Linked DNA regions of Mus musculus: region 1 is linked to region 2. Evidence: chromatin contacts called from public HiChIP or PLAC-seq data. All regions are on one chromosome and are shown on one strand. The core of a region is the stretch at or near the end of the contact, and the rest is flanking DNA. Distances in the headings are between cores, read along the strand shown.

The links. HiChIP or PLAC-seq counts read pairs in DNA pulled down with a chosen protein or histone mark.
Region 1: an H3K27ac HiChIP or PLAC-seq map of embryonic stem cells shows a contact between it and region 2, with 8 read pairs. The contact joins the promoter of Frmd5 here to the enhancer-like site in region 2. A contact is called at or near these places in 8 of 484 Hi-C or Micro-C datasets (the C2C12 cell line, cerebral cortex, embryonic stem cells and 3 more), 4 of 115 datasets of contacts at active chromatin or transcription factors (all in embryonic stem cells) and 2 of 9 other capture datasets (adipose tissue and pancreatic islet).

The regions. Positions count from the first base shown.
Region 1 is chr2:121,803,895-121,810,085 of GRCm38.p6, reverse strand. Frmd5 (FERM domain containing 5) reads left to right here and starts at 3,029. Exons shown (of 14, transcript NM_001360084.1): 1 at 3,029-3,356. The coding sequence starts at 3,255.
Region 2 is chr2:121,762,115-121,768,953 of GRCm38.p6, reverse strand. The region is part of intron 1 of Frmd5 (FERM domain containing 5); the gene reads left to right. Among named protein-coding and RNA genes, the nearest start is that of Frmd5, 42 kb to the left of the region's middle. Within about 2 kb of position 3,908, at least 10 of the 459 cell types and tissues checked have an H3K27ac peak or open chromatin away from gene starts, as enhancers often do. A contact at or near this core is called in embryonic stem cells, where this site is marked.

The DNA of each region.
Region 1 (6,191 bases), core at 1,780-4,279, 42 kb before region 2:
GGAAGCCAGAAATGAAACGGGGATACCTGGAAGCCTCTTCACAATAGAGAAGGGAGCTAGCATCCTAATAACTTGGAAGGTGGGGGGTCTCAACCATTGTAATTTGCAATTTTGTTTTAAATATAGCTTCCTTATACTTGAAGACATGAAAGCACACCACTGTGATTCTCAAAGGCACAAGAAGCCTTGTGTTTTTGTTTTCTTGAGACAAGTTCTTAGCATAGGCTGGCCTGAACTCCACTTTGTAGCAGAAGGGTGACCTTTAACTTTGATTCTTTTGCCTCTGTGTCCTGAGTGCTGTGATCATAGCTGTACACCAACACACCCCATTCTATGTGGTTATGGAATAGGACTCAGAGTTTTATGTAAGTTGAGCAGGCCCTCTACCAACTGAACTCCATCTCCAGCCTTATATGGATCCTTTTAATGAACAATCCTTCTCTGTACTGGGCTCAATAAACTTGTGAAAAAATAAGCACAGTATTTTTTCAGTTCGACTTTCCAGTCTCCCCCGGACTCCTGCTCATATTTTAAAGGCATGCACTAGACTCTAGTATTTCATTGTTTTTCCACACTCTGCTCTGTATCCAGGAGCAAAGGACAGCTTGCAGATGCATCATATGCACAATGATGGGTGAATCTTAATCTAAGGAGATCTTTGACTAAGCTGGGATGCTACTTGAAACATTGCATAACAGCCACCATCTTGCCCTTCCTGACTGCGTCTACCATCTTACTTTGGAGACAGCATTCGGGGCATTCAGTTCCTCCTGGCTGCCTGGATTCATGGTGCTTTGCCTTTTTATCCCAACAGCTGCTTATTTGCATAACCTGTTAGAGGTACATCCCTATCAGTACACTAATGGGTTTCCTCTAGCTTCTTGGATATTTTTCCTTCCTCTTTTAGATTTTATAACAAATAGTAACTTTGCCTTCGACAAAAGTGCTTCCTGCTTGAAAATTTCCATCTCTCCCAGTTACACAACAAGGCTGGACTTAATCGACTCTCCTTTCGACGCAGTAACGCTTATGCTCCTCTATGAGACCTTCCTGAAGCTCCTAGTTTCTTCATGGATCTTTCTGGAGTTGTAGATGGGATAGCATACCTATCATTCCATTTATCAGTTCATCATTTATAGAATGCCTGCCTCTGTATTCCAGGTCCCAGCTACTGTCCAGGTTGTGAAACAGACAGAGCATTTGACTGCTTGGTTTTAGCCTCATAACTATTTTAGGAGTGCATTGAAAAGAGGAACATCTTCCCATGGCTACTAAATGCAGCAAGGGAGCAGTCCGCAATACTAAGGTGATATGGGGTGGTAGTGGTATTGAAATTCAAAGATATTAGCAAAACACACTGTTAAAGTCAAACACCTCTAATTCAAACACTGAAGAACTTGAAGGGGATCCATTTTGAGGTTATCTGAGCTACATAATAAAACTGTCTCAAAAATGCAAAAGTATGGGATGTAGCTCAATATTAGAGCTACTACCAATCCTTAGCAAATGCAAAGTCTTGGATTTGATTCAGGCAAACATGTAGACAAAATCATTTTAAAATTAAAATAGGATTCAGGCATAGAGGTGCATGACTTTAACCCCAGCACTCAGTGGGGGTGGGATGGTGGCAGAGGCAAGTGGATCACTGTGAGTTGGAGGCCAGCCTGCTCTACATAGTGAGTTTGAGTACAGCCAGAGCTACACAGTGAGCTCCTGTCTTGAGCCCCCCTGGCCCCCCCCAAAACGGTTAGAATTCTTTCTAGTCTACTATAGGGGGTTTTAATAGTTATGTGTTATGCTGATATAGTAAGAGCATACATGTAATGAGAAATTAATAATTCATTATTTTAAACGAATATATTTCTCACAGTACTAATGTTTTGGATTGACATTGTTTCAATGTTGGATCTTGTCACCTGCTAGGAAAGAGCTCTACCACTGGGTTACACCCCTATTCCAACCTAACTCCTATTTAACATTTCCTTTCAGTGAAATCTTTGAAGGTAGAGAGAGCCAGTGGGATAGCTTGTCAGGCAAGTCTGGCCATCCGTTTAATCACTGAAACCACATAAAGGTGGGAGGATGGAACTGATTCCACAAAGTTGTCCTCTGACCTTCACACTCGTACGTGGTACCTAAGTGTTCATATTCCATGCACAGGCACACATTGGTATTATTAATAATAAAATCTTTGAAGGTGGCTGTCTCTTAGCGAAGTTGTGGAAAGGAACTTTTAAGTCTGCCGATGGGGAGGACACAAAGGAAAGGAGGCATTTCCCCCCCCCCCCCGGTTCTTTGTGCAATACAGCTCCTGACCATTGTGCTTTGTTGCAGACGTCTGAAGATGTAATAATTCTTTCTAAAAGTACAAGGAAAGGTCCACCAGTTCCTGTTCCCTGCCCAGCTAAGGAGCACACCTCAGCCTTCTTTTGTCTTCTGAAAATAAAAGAAGGGTTAGAGCGTAGGGTTTTCTAAGCGCTAAACGCGGGCGCTTACAAGCTTCTGTGGTTGCACCAGAGTAAATAGCTATTGTAAAACAGATGTTCACTAAAATAAGGGTGCTCGAGGCACAGGGGCCCATGGAGCTGACTTAGGGCAGCGCACAGGTGGGGAGAGCCGCCAGGTCGGGAATGTGGGTGACTGTTTTCTGCAGGTGCCGCCTCCTCGCTTTGGCTTCCAAGAGAGCAAGAACCGGGTGTTGCAGGGTGCAAGTCTTGACTCCTGAAACAGCTCAAATGTTATTCCAGGTTGTAGACACCGATCTCGTGAAGTGTCCACACATGGCCCGGTCCAGGACAAACAGCATCCATACCAACCACCGCCCGCGAAGGGAGCGAGCCAGGGCTTGGGGCGCTAGGGGGCTGGCCCGACTGGGCTCACTACTGCTGTTTTGCGATGATTGCTTCCTCCGCCCGCTCATCATCCCCATTCCTTATTCTGATTGGATCTTCCTCCTGCTAATCGGTTCCGCCGCGCTGACCTCCATTGGCCCCCTACCTAGGCCCCGCCCCATGAGCTGGGCACGGGCAGTGGGGCGCCCGGGAGAGAACCCAGCTTGCTTGGGGTTTGGGGGAGGCGGTGGTGGCTCTGTAGAAGGAAGAAGAGTGGGGCGGGAGGAAGCAGCGGTGGCGATCCGGTCAGGGTGATGGTGCAGGTGCTAAGGGCCGGCGCGGAGCTGCCGCGCTGAGGGGCGACGGGTCCGGAGTCCGCAGCGCCGCCGCGTCGCTCCCGAGGACGGGCGAGCGGGCGGGAAGATGCTGAGCAGGTTGATGAGCGGCAGCAGCAGGAGTCTGGAGCGCGAGTACAGCTGCACCGTGCGGCTGCTGGACGACAGCGAGTACACCTGCACCATCCAGGTCAGCGCCGCGCCGCCCGCCCGCCCGCCCGCCGGCTCGCGGGATCCGGCTCCCCAGACTCGGCCAAGTTGGCGGGGTCCGCCGCCCGGGGTCGCTCCAGCTCTAACCCCGGCGCGGCGCTTTGTCCGCCCCGCAGCCGCACCGCCCGGCGCGCGGCATCCCAGCCCGAGCTCAGCCGGGCACTGGTACCACGCGCCGCGCGCCCCTGCGGGGTGAGTCGCGTCCCGCACCTGCAACTCCTGCTCTGCGCCTTCTCGGGCGGGGGACCCCGGGTCTCGGCTTCTTCAGCCAGCGGATAGGCAGCACCTTGGGCGGGCATCCTGAGCTAGGCGTGTAGGGCGGGAGACGCCTGCCCGGGCCGCCCCGTCGAGGGGTGCGGGCTGAGGCTCCCCCGGCCCCGCCAGGCCCGCCAGCCAGCCTTTATCTCCCTGGTTGGAAGGATAAAGGTTTATGTCATAATTTCTCCTGAGCGTTTGTGAGTCAGACGGAACGCGCAGCCCATGCAGAGTGGCCTATTGAAGGCGCCCAGCCCTCTGTGCTTTGAGGCTCTAGCTCCCTTCCTTGTCTTTTGACCCCCAAATCTCAGCGTGTTGGTTATTTCTGGGGGTGGGGGGCGTGAGGCAAAGATTTAGCAACAAGTCACAGAGATTTGGAGGTTAGCAGTGGCTGGAAGGAGTCGGGGACTTAGGGAAAAGCCAACAATGCAATAATGCCACACAGCATTTCTTTCAGAACCTGGTTTTTACAACCCCTTGCTTGTGTTCCTTCACTACTGCTGTGTGGCGCGTCAGGAGTCTAATATGGTTTTCCCCAGGAATGCAGTCTGTCCTTTGTAAAGTCAGAGGTTGAAAACACTGACCATGCTCACAGATTTAGTTCTTCAACCAGAGGACCCTGCGCTCACCGCCAAAAACTGCTCTTTGTGGAGAAGAAAATTTGAGTTGGACCCAGAAGGGTCTCACCTGATCCCTTTCCTTTCCTGCAAGAACCTGGAGGAGGCTTCTAAGCACAGATGTGTGTGTGTGTGTGGGGGGGAGCCTGCCTAGATTTAACCCTCAGGGTGCCCCCATCTATCTTCTGTCTGTCTGTCTGTCTGTCTGTCTGTCTGTCTATCATCTATCTATCGTCTTGCTAATAGATCACAATACCATTAAAAAGAGAGAGAGAGAGACTTGTGAGAAAGACCCTGGGTAGAGAGTAGATGCTTAATGCTGACTGTGCTCAGTTCAACCTCTTCCCCAGAAACCTGCCCCCCCGCCCCGCTTCCCCTCTCACCCCCCCCCCCCCGCCCCTCACCCCAAGCCCTGAGCTTAAGTGCTGATTGCTGCCAAAGATCCAGGAGAGTAGAGATTCAGCACAGACTCCTTTTGAAGTCTACTTAATATAGATTAAATGCCCATAAAAATGCGAGCCATGAAATGAAAGGGTTTTTGTAGTTAACCGTGATGGAGAGATGGTATGTATTATTTCCCAACTCCATAGTGGCTTGCTACTTTTTGTTTCTATGGTGTCATTGTTTCTATGTACACCCCCCCCCCCGTTTTGTTTTAATGGAGGAGGAGAAAGCATGGAATTGACACCTTCTCAGTTTGAGTACATTGTCAAGAGCTTTAAAAGTCTTGACTTTAAAAAAATGGCATAAAAATTTAACAAATGTGTAAAATAGCCTGCCGAGGGCAGTGTGAGGTTTAGGTTTCATAAATCTTAAGAATACCTTTGTGGTATATAGTAACATAACATTTCTTAGTAGATCATTAACTTTTGTCAAGGTATAGAGTACAAATGAAACACCACTCCTCTGAAAATGTTTGATAACCTTGTGGTTTTAGGTCTCAGGAAAGGCAACTTTTTATTCTTCCTTGAGCAGGTGAGGTTGATTAATATTGTAATTGGTGATGGTTCTTATTGTCATGGAGAAAAAAAAAAGAATGCTTTAAAGTTAAGTTGGACTTATCGGAGTAATGCTTACTATATTCTACTGTGTTTGTGTTTATTTTTTGTTGCTTTTATGATGTTATAAGAATCATGTCTCCCATGCACAGTCTAGATGTCTTAACCATTGTATATGGTGGTTTTGGTGTAGCCTCTAAAATAGAGGAATTGTAGCACATTTGCCATTTTTTTTTTACATTACTATTTAGATGTTGCTTTGCTTTTGTTTTTATCCAGATGAGAAAAGGTTCGAAAAAAGACAGTATATGATTCTAATATTTTTATATGCAGTTTTTCAAACAAAGCATTTAGAGATTGAGCTTTTCTTAGCAACTTTTCCTTTTTATATTTCTACTCTGTGTTGTGTGTGTGCCCATATGTGTGTGCCCACATGTGCTTGCTTGTTAAACACTCGGTACAGTTTTTAATATGGAAGGGAGGCGTGGGCTCCCTATTTAGCTAAACATTATTATTAATACTTTGAGAATGGCAATACTGTATATTAAATCTTTTGGTGATGATTTGCATGCCTTTTTTCTTAAAATGTTATACTTTCATTTAGAAACGGTGTCAATTTTAGAAATATTTTTATGGCTTTTGAAATAACCAGAGACCATGTAGGGCAATACAGAATTAGAAATGTATCATCGGTTGGTGTCATGAAAGCCATGTTTGGTAAATTTCAGTCATAAGGCAGTTCTGTCAAGGTATTGGTTTAGCGGCATTTCATAATGCAGATACAGTGGGCTGGCCTTTAGGATGTAATGATTCAGGTAACCAGAATGCCTTCTATCGTTGCAAAGAAGGTTCTCCCAGTCACCAGCCTACTCTTTTATCCTTTCTGATATGGAAATGCATTCGTAGATCAGGAGAAATGAAAGTATACATAGGAGGATTGTAGTG
Region 2 (6,839 bases), core at 2,659-5,158:
ATAGGTGTGGATAACCTATATGGATTTCTTCTAGAAAGGTTTCATTCGGAGGAAGTGAGTGGGAAGTCTTAAGCGTACCGATGGCACACATGTTCATGGGTGACTTGGATGTTCCTTTAGAGCTTTTAGCTGAGTCCGGGAAGGTGCATTTGAATAACATTTTAAACAAAGGGAAGCGGTTGTAGTTTAGAGTTAGGATCTTTGGGGTGCTCTGAGTCAGAAAGTCCTTTCTGGGTCCAAGACAGTAAAACATCTCATGTAGGGAGGGAAGTAGATGAGGACTCTTCTCCTTAGTAATTCACTGCCAGGGTCTAGCCCTTCTGGGCCCCTCCTGCCCACCCTTTGTTTCTCCGTGTTCCTCAGTGAGTAAGAGAAAGGCAGGGAACAGTCAGCTCAAGGGTTAATAGCATTGGGCTGAGTCAGCTTTACATATTTACAAGCTATTCCCAGAGTGGTTCACACTTGAGAGTATGAAGAAGAATTTACCAAAGTAATATGTCCTTCCACTTATAAAGTTTTTTTTTTTTTAAGATTTATTTATTTATCAGACACACCAGAAGAGGGCATCAGATTTCATTATGGATGGTTGTGAGCTATCATGTGGTTGCTGGAATTTGAACTCAGGACCTTTGGAAGAGCAGTCAGTGCTCTTAACCGCTGAGCCATCTCTCCAGCCCCTTGTTTTGTTTTGTTTGTTAAAGTCAAAGCTATCATGTTTGGAAAAAAAAAAAAAAGAGCTGGAAGGCTGGTAATGTGGTGAGAAAACACCTTTCCTCAATTCTTCTCTCCCTCTCCCCTTCCCTTTCTGCTGCTGCTGGGAATAGAACTCCAGGTCTTATGTAGACAGTTCTTAATTCTGACTTTGTGCTTCACCTTGGGAGTTTGTGCCAGCCACTCAAAAGTCTGTGCACATGTAAGAGGCGGAGTGACAGAGGGTCCTTGTGCTGGCTGGTTTTGTCATCTTGACATAGGCTGGAGTCATTTGGGAAGAGGGAGACCTCAACTGCGACAATGCCTCCACCAGATAGGACTCTGGGCAAGCCTGATGCGGGAGCATACAAACCACTGTGTGTGGTGCCAACTCTGGGCTGGTGGTCCTGGCTAACATAAGAAAGCAGGCCGAGTAAGCCATGAGGAGCAAGCAAGCCAGTGAGCAGCATCCATCAATACCTTCTGCTTCAGTTCCTTCCTTCAGGTTCCTGCCTTGAGTTCCTACTCTGACTTCCTTTGATAATGGACTATGATGTGGAACTGTAAGATGAAGTAAACCCTCTCCTCCCCAAGTTGCTTCTGGTCATGGGGTTTTATCATAGCACTAGAAAGCCCAAGGCAGACAGTATCAAGAAACTCTCTGAATTCTTCAATCCTGTGGCTTTAGGAGTCCAGTTCATCTTTAATCTCCCTGTAGCTTTAAGGCTTTGTAAAATGCCTGAGTGTCTGATGATGATGATGACGATATGAGTGCCACTTGGGAGAGAGGTCCCAGTGTAGATTAGACTTGTGACCTCGGTTCTGTCTCCATCTTCACTAGGCTTAAACCTTGGGTCCTTTTTGGCCAGTCTTTCCCTCTGTACAGCTTGTCTGTTTGCTTATACTTCAGCTCGCCAACTCTACTCAGGATTCTTAGAGTATAGCACAGATAAACACATAGCAATACTACATGATTTGTTCATTTTTGCTTAGTTCCTCATGGAAAAGAAACAGCAAAGAGAAGCAGACAGAAATACTTGTTGCATCAGACACTAAGATGCTTTGGGACTTTCATGGTCATGTGTAGTAGCTGCTTGCTGATTTTTAGCTTTTAATTTTGTATCCCAGTTTCTCATTTGTAACTGGGAATGCTTAGGACTAGCCTAGCATGAGTAAGGCCCCGTGTTTGATCCCAGAACCTTAAAAAAATAGTAAAAAGAGCAATTACTATCTACTGTCAGGAATATATTTAATAATGTGTTCTGATCCCTCTATTGTAATAGAAGACAAAATGTTTATTTTGTCTCAGAATTAAATTCTGTCGGTAACTGAGTCATAAAGATTATTTTGTAATCAAATACTTAAAAACTGGCTTCTTATGGCAAAGTAGCCTATCCCATAAATTTTTGTGGTCGATGAGAAACTTTGTCTGTGTGCTCATCCTTGTGATATACAAAGTCCTTACAGGTAGCTTCTTTCTCCCCTCCCCTCCCCTCCCACACATACTTAACATGTATGTGTGTTTTGCCTGCATGTACGTCTGTGTTTCTGTGTGTACCTGTGGAGACCAGAGGAGAGCATCAGGTTCCCTGAGACTGGATATGTGAGCTGCCATTTGGATGATGGAAATTGAATCAGGGTTCTCTTGAAGAGCAGTAGCCAGTGAGCCATCTCTCCAGCCCTGATAGCTGATTTCTTAGTTCCAGAAACAATTCTCATTTGTACATCACTGAGAACAGATAGCAGTAAATTCCGGGGCCAGCAGGAGATGACTCAGCAGGCAGAGGCACCTGCCGCCATGTTTGATAACTTGACTTCAGTCCCTAAGGGCCCATGTGGAAAGGAACTAACTCATAATAACTTACTCCTGCAGGTTGTCCTCCATGACCTCCAAGTGTCCTGTATGTGTCACCCTCTCCCCAAATAAATGTTATAGTTTTGTTTAAAGAAGTTAAGTATCATAGGCATTATTGGCAAATCCAACAAGAAGAGCAAATAAGCCCGCTTCGTGTAGGTGGCGTACGATTTTCTATCCTCTGGTGTCAGGATTTGGGTGTAATGTGTGGAAGATCCTTTGTGGCCAGGCAGATACCTCATCATCTTTGGAGCTGAGTGTTAGAACTCCATCAGCACTTAGAACACATTGTTTACCTCCTGTTATGAACCATCTTAGGGTACCTTTTCTTAACTTGAATTAAAAAAAAAAATTCATCCCTGGAAATTAAACCTAGGGATGTGTTGTATCACTGAACCACATTCCTTTTTTCTTTTTTAAAAAAAGTATTTATTTATTTAATGCGTGTGAGTACACTATAGCTGTCTTCAGACACACCAGAAAAGGGCACCGGATCTAATTACAGATGGTTGTGAGCCACCATGTGGTTGCTGGGACTTGAACTCAGGACCTCTGGAAGAACAGTCAGTACTCTTAACCACTGAGCCATCTCCCCAGCCCTGAACCACATTCCTAGCTCTTATACTTTTATTGAGAAGCCTCACTGTTGCTCAGGCTGGTCTTGAACTTGGGGTCTCCCTGCTTTAACTCCCTGAGCTGATATCATAGGACTCTATCAATGCAACTTTAGTTTTCTTCCTTTTTTGGCACAGGGTGAGGACAGAGTACTGTGTAGTCCTGGCTGGCTTGGAACTCCCTATGTAGACCAGGCTAACCTCAAACTCATAGAGATCCACCTGCCTCTGCCTCCTGAGTGCTGAGATTAAAGGTGTGTGCTACCAACCCTGGCTTATTGAAGTAATTTGCATGACTTAGTTTTAGTCTTATATCTATTTTCCTATCAAATTTTGTCCTTTGCCCCTAAGGAGGCCATCTTTTAGATTTACAAGTTATTTTTAGAAGTGATGGATTTTGAAGAAAATTTCATTGTGAAGAGACATTTTTATAATTATATGTTCCCCCGTAGAGGCTGTAGTAATTAAGTTATAAAAGTATAGTCTTTATAATTTTGTCTCTTTGCAAAATGTGCTAATTTTTCATATGTGTACATAAAATTATTACTAAGTGGTTTGTGAGGATTTAAGGTGAGAAGTTTGAGTTCTTTTAGGTGTCTATGAGTTCACTAGAACCAAATTATGTTTTACTTCTTAGGCTTAGTAGCCATCTAGCAGATTATGCAAATGAAGTAATTAGCAACAGTAAGCCCAGAAGAGGCAGAGCAAGCACATTCCATGGACGCTTCGGAGGCCTGAAGGAAAGCCATAGACAAAACGCTGAGGTAATTAAGTCAATTGGAACCAAGGAGTCCATGGAGGAGGAAGCTTTCTGTTAGGCCTTAGGGTGTTCTGATCATTTTAAATCAATTCTTCAGACAATCCTTTGATAGAAAGCATATTGATTTGGTGACTAACCTAGTGTATTGATGACAACGTGATCATGGGAAAGGTCACCGCAGACAAGGACAATGGGCCTAACTATAGAACAACCAGTAACTGGAAGACTAAAGGCCTTCCTTACACATGGAGGAGATACAAAGCTCTCTGCAAAAGACTAAGATGTGAGAGGCTTAACCGGTGTGCAGTGGGTATGACTTAGCACTTTTGAAAATATATTTTATTTATTTATTTACTTCATGTGCAATGAGAATGGGTGGGTGTGTGCCACGGCATGCCTGTCGTTTGGGAGTCAGCTCTACCTTCCACCTTGTTGGGTCTTTCTTGATTCTGCTGCCACACTGAGTACTTCTGGGTAGCTGGTCCTCAGCTTCTGGCTGATTCTCCTGTCCTCACTTCCCATCACCCCATGGGAGTGCTGGGATTCAGGGAATCACCTCTGTATCAGCCATCTCCCTGACACCAATAAAGCTCTGTAGCAGCCCGCCTGCAAGTGCAGTGGTCATCAGGCAGACGGTGTTACCAGAAGCCTAATAACAAGGTAGAAAGTGATGTTCCTACTCCATCCTGCAGCTTCAAAATGACAAGGTGAATTCAGTGCTGGGTACAGGATGCCCTTGAGGAGGAACAAGGAGAACTGTTGAGAATCAAGAAATCGTATCAAGAAAATATGTCAAAGCGGCTACAGTGTTTTAATTCTCTTGGAAAGTTTTTCTTTCTTCTACTGCTTTTATTTTGTTATGGGGGAGAGATCCCATGTGCCTTGTGTGTAGCCAGTTATCCTGGGTCCTTTGTTTTGGACAAGTTATTCTTCCCTAACTTGCCACGCTACTCTACAACGTCAGATTTCTGCATAAGCACCAGACAGTCTGCTTTTCTGTTCCATTGGTCTGTGCTGTCCCTTAAGCTAGAACCATACCATTTAAATTATTGTATTTTATTCTTTAAAACTGTGTGAGTTTTAGAATGATATTTTCAAGTTCCATATTCACTGTCAGGTTTTTATTGTTGAGTTTATAATGATGATTTGAAGAGAACTGAATTTATTCTATCAAGTATTTCTATTTGTGATCAATAAGATACTATATTTTTGTCTGGTAGCTCTGGCACATAGTCGTTGAATGCTGTTTTGTCCTCAGTTACCCTGTAATGCTTATAGCTGTTATAATTAGTTTCTTTATAAAAGCCACTTCATTTTTCTATTAGTTGGACACAATGGCATATACTTATACCACCTGGGAGGCTAAGATGAGAGGATTTTGAGTTTAGGGTAGATAGGTTTATTTGTTTTGTGGTAGCAGCAATTGAAACCAAGACCACTGAGCTACAACCTCAGTCAACTGTAAAATTTTATTTAAGCTGGGCAGTGGTGACTCACGCCTTTAATCCCAGCACTTGGGAGGCAGAGTCAGGCAGATTTCTGAGTTTGAGGCCAGCCTGGTCTACAGAGTGAGTTCCAGGACAGCCAGGGCTATACAGAGAAACCCTGTCTCGAAAAACAAAAAAAAAACAAAAAAAAAAAAAAAAAAAAAGAAAAGAAAAAAAATTAAAATATGTGTTGTCCAAGCTGGCTTGAATCCTTTCCTCTGCCTCCTGAGTGCTCCGGTTATCCGGTTATAGGTGTGTACCACAATGCCCATCTCTCTCTTGGATTTTAAAAATAAGATTAGTGACAATATAAAAATAATAACAGCTTTGATGTTCCATTTTAGTTCTCATGCCTTGTGTTTTCAACAGCAGACATCTTTATTATGTTTTCACTGTTCCCCTTGGTCCCTTTAGCTGCATATTTACAGTGTTGGATATATGCTACTTTTATTGTTGCTCAGTTTTAGCACTACGTATTTTTATTCTCACTTAATTTTAGATCACTATTTTCCAAACACAAGGATATTTTAAGTACTTTTTATCATTGATTTTTGTCTTGTTTTGGTTTTTGAGATAGGGTTTCTTGAACTTACTGTGTAGACCAGGCTGCCCTCAAACTCACAGAGATCTAACTGCCTCTGACTCCTGAGTGCTGGGATTAAAGACGTGTCCCACCATTACCTGACCTTATTACTGATTTTTAATTATTTACCATGTACATAAAGAATGACTGGTGTGTTTGTCTTAGAGATTATTGATACTACCCCTGAGAGTTAGTATGTAGTAAATTTTTATACATGTCTTATTTTACTTTAAATATATTTGTTTATTAACAGGCTTTATATCTAACTATACATGCTTATGTGCATATATATTTGAACTGCCTAGGAACTTTTTGGTTGGTGATGGTGATCTCATAAGTTTATCATGGAGCTGAAAAATCCTTTTTTTGTTTTGTTTTGTTTATTTGTTTGTTTTTGGTTTTTCGAGTCAGGGTTTCTCTGTATAGCCCTGGCTGCCCTGGAACTTACTCTGTAAACCAGGCTGGCCTCAAACTCCAGCCTCTGCCTGGACTAAAGGCGTGCGCCACCACTGCCCAGCACTGAAAAATTCTTATTCCCTAGCAATATGCTGCTATAATGTCAGAGTAGAAATACTCCTTTTATTTGTGGCAATGCTGCTTTAAACAGATCTGGCTGCCAGGTGTGGAAAAGTATAGTACCTGCATTCATGTACAGGCTGTGATGTGGCAAGAAAAGGCTGGACCTAACTACGCTGTCTGTCGCCTGTGTGGCCAGCTCTGGGTGAGAGTCATTGTTTCTTACCTAATGTGAAAGTGAGCTGGGAGTGTATGGGGGCTGCATTACATATGCTGAGGGTGGACGGAGGGTCCTGGCCAGAGCATGCCTTCAGTCTGGATGGAAACTCTAAAC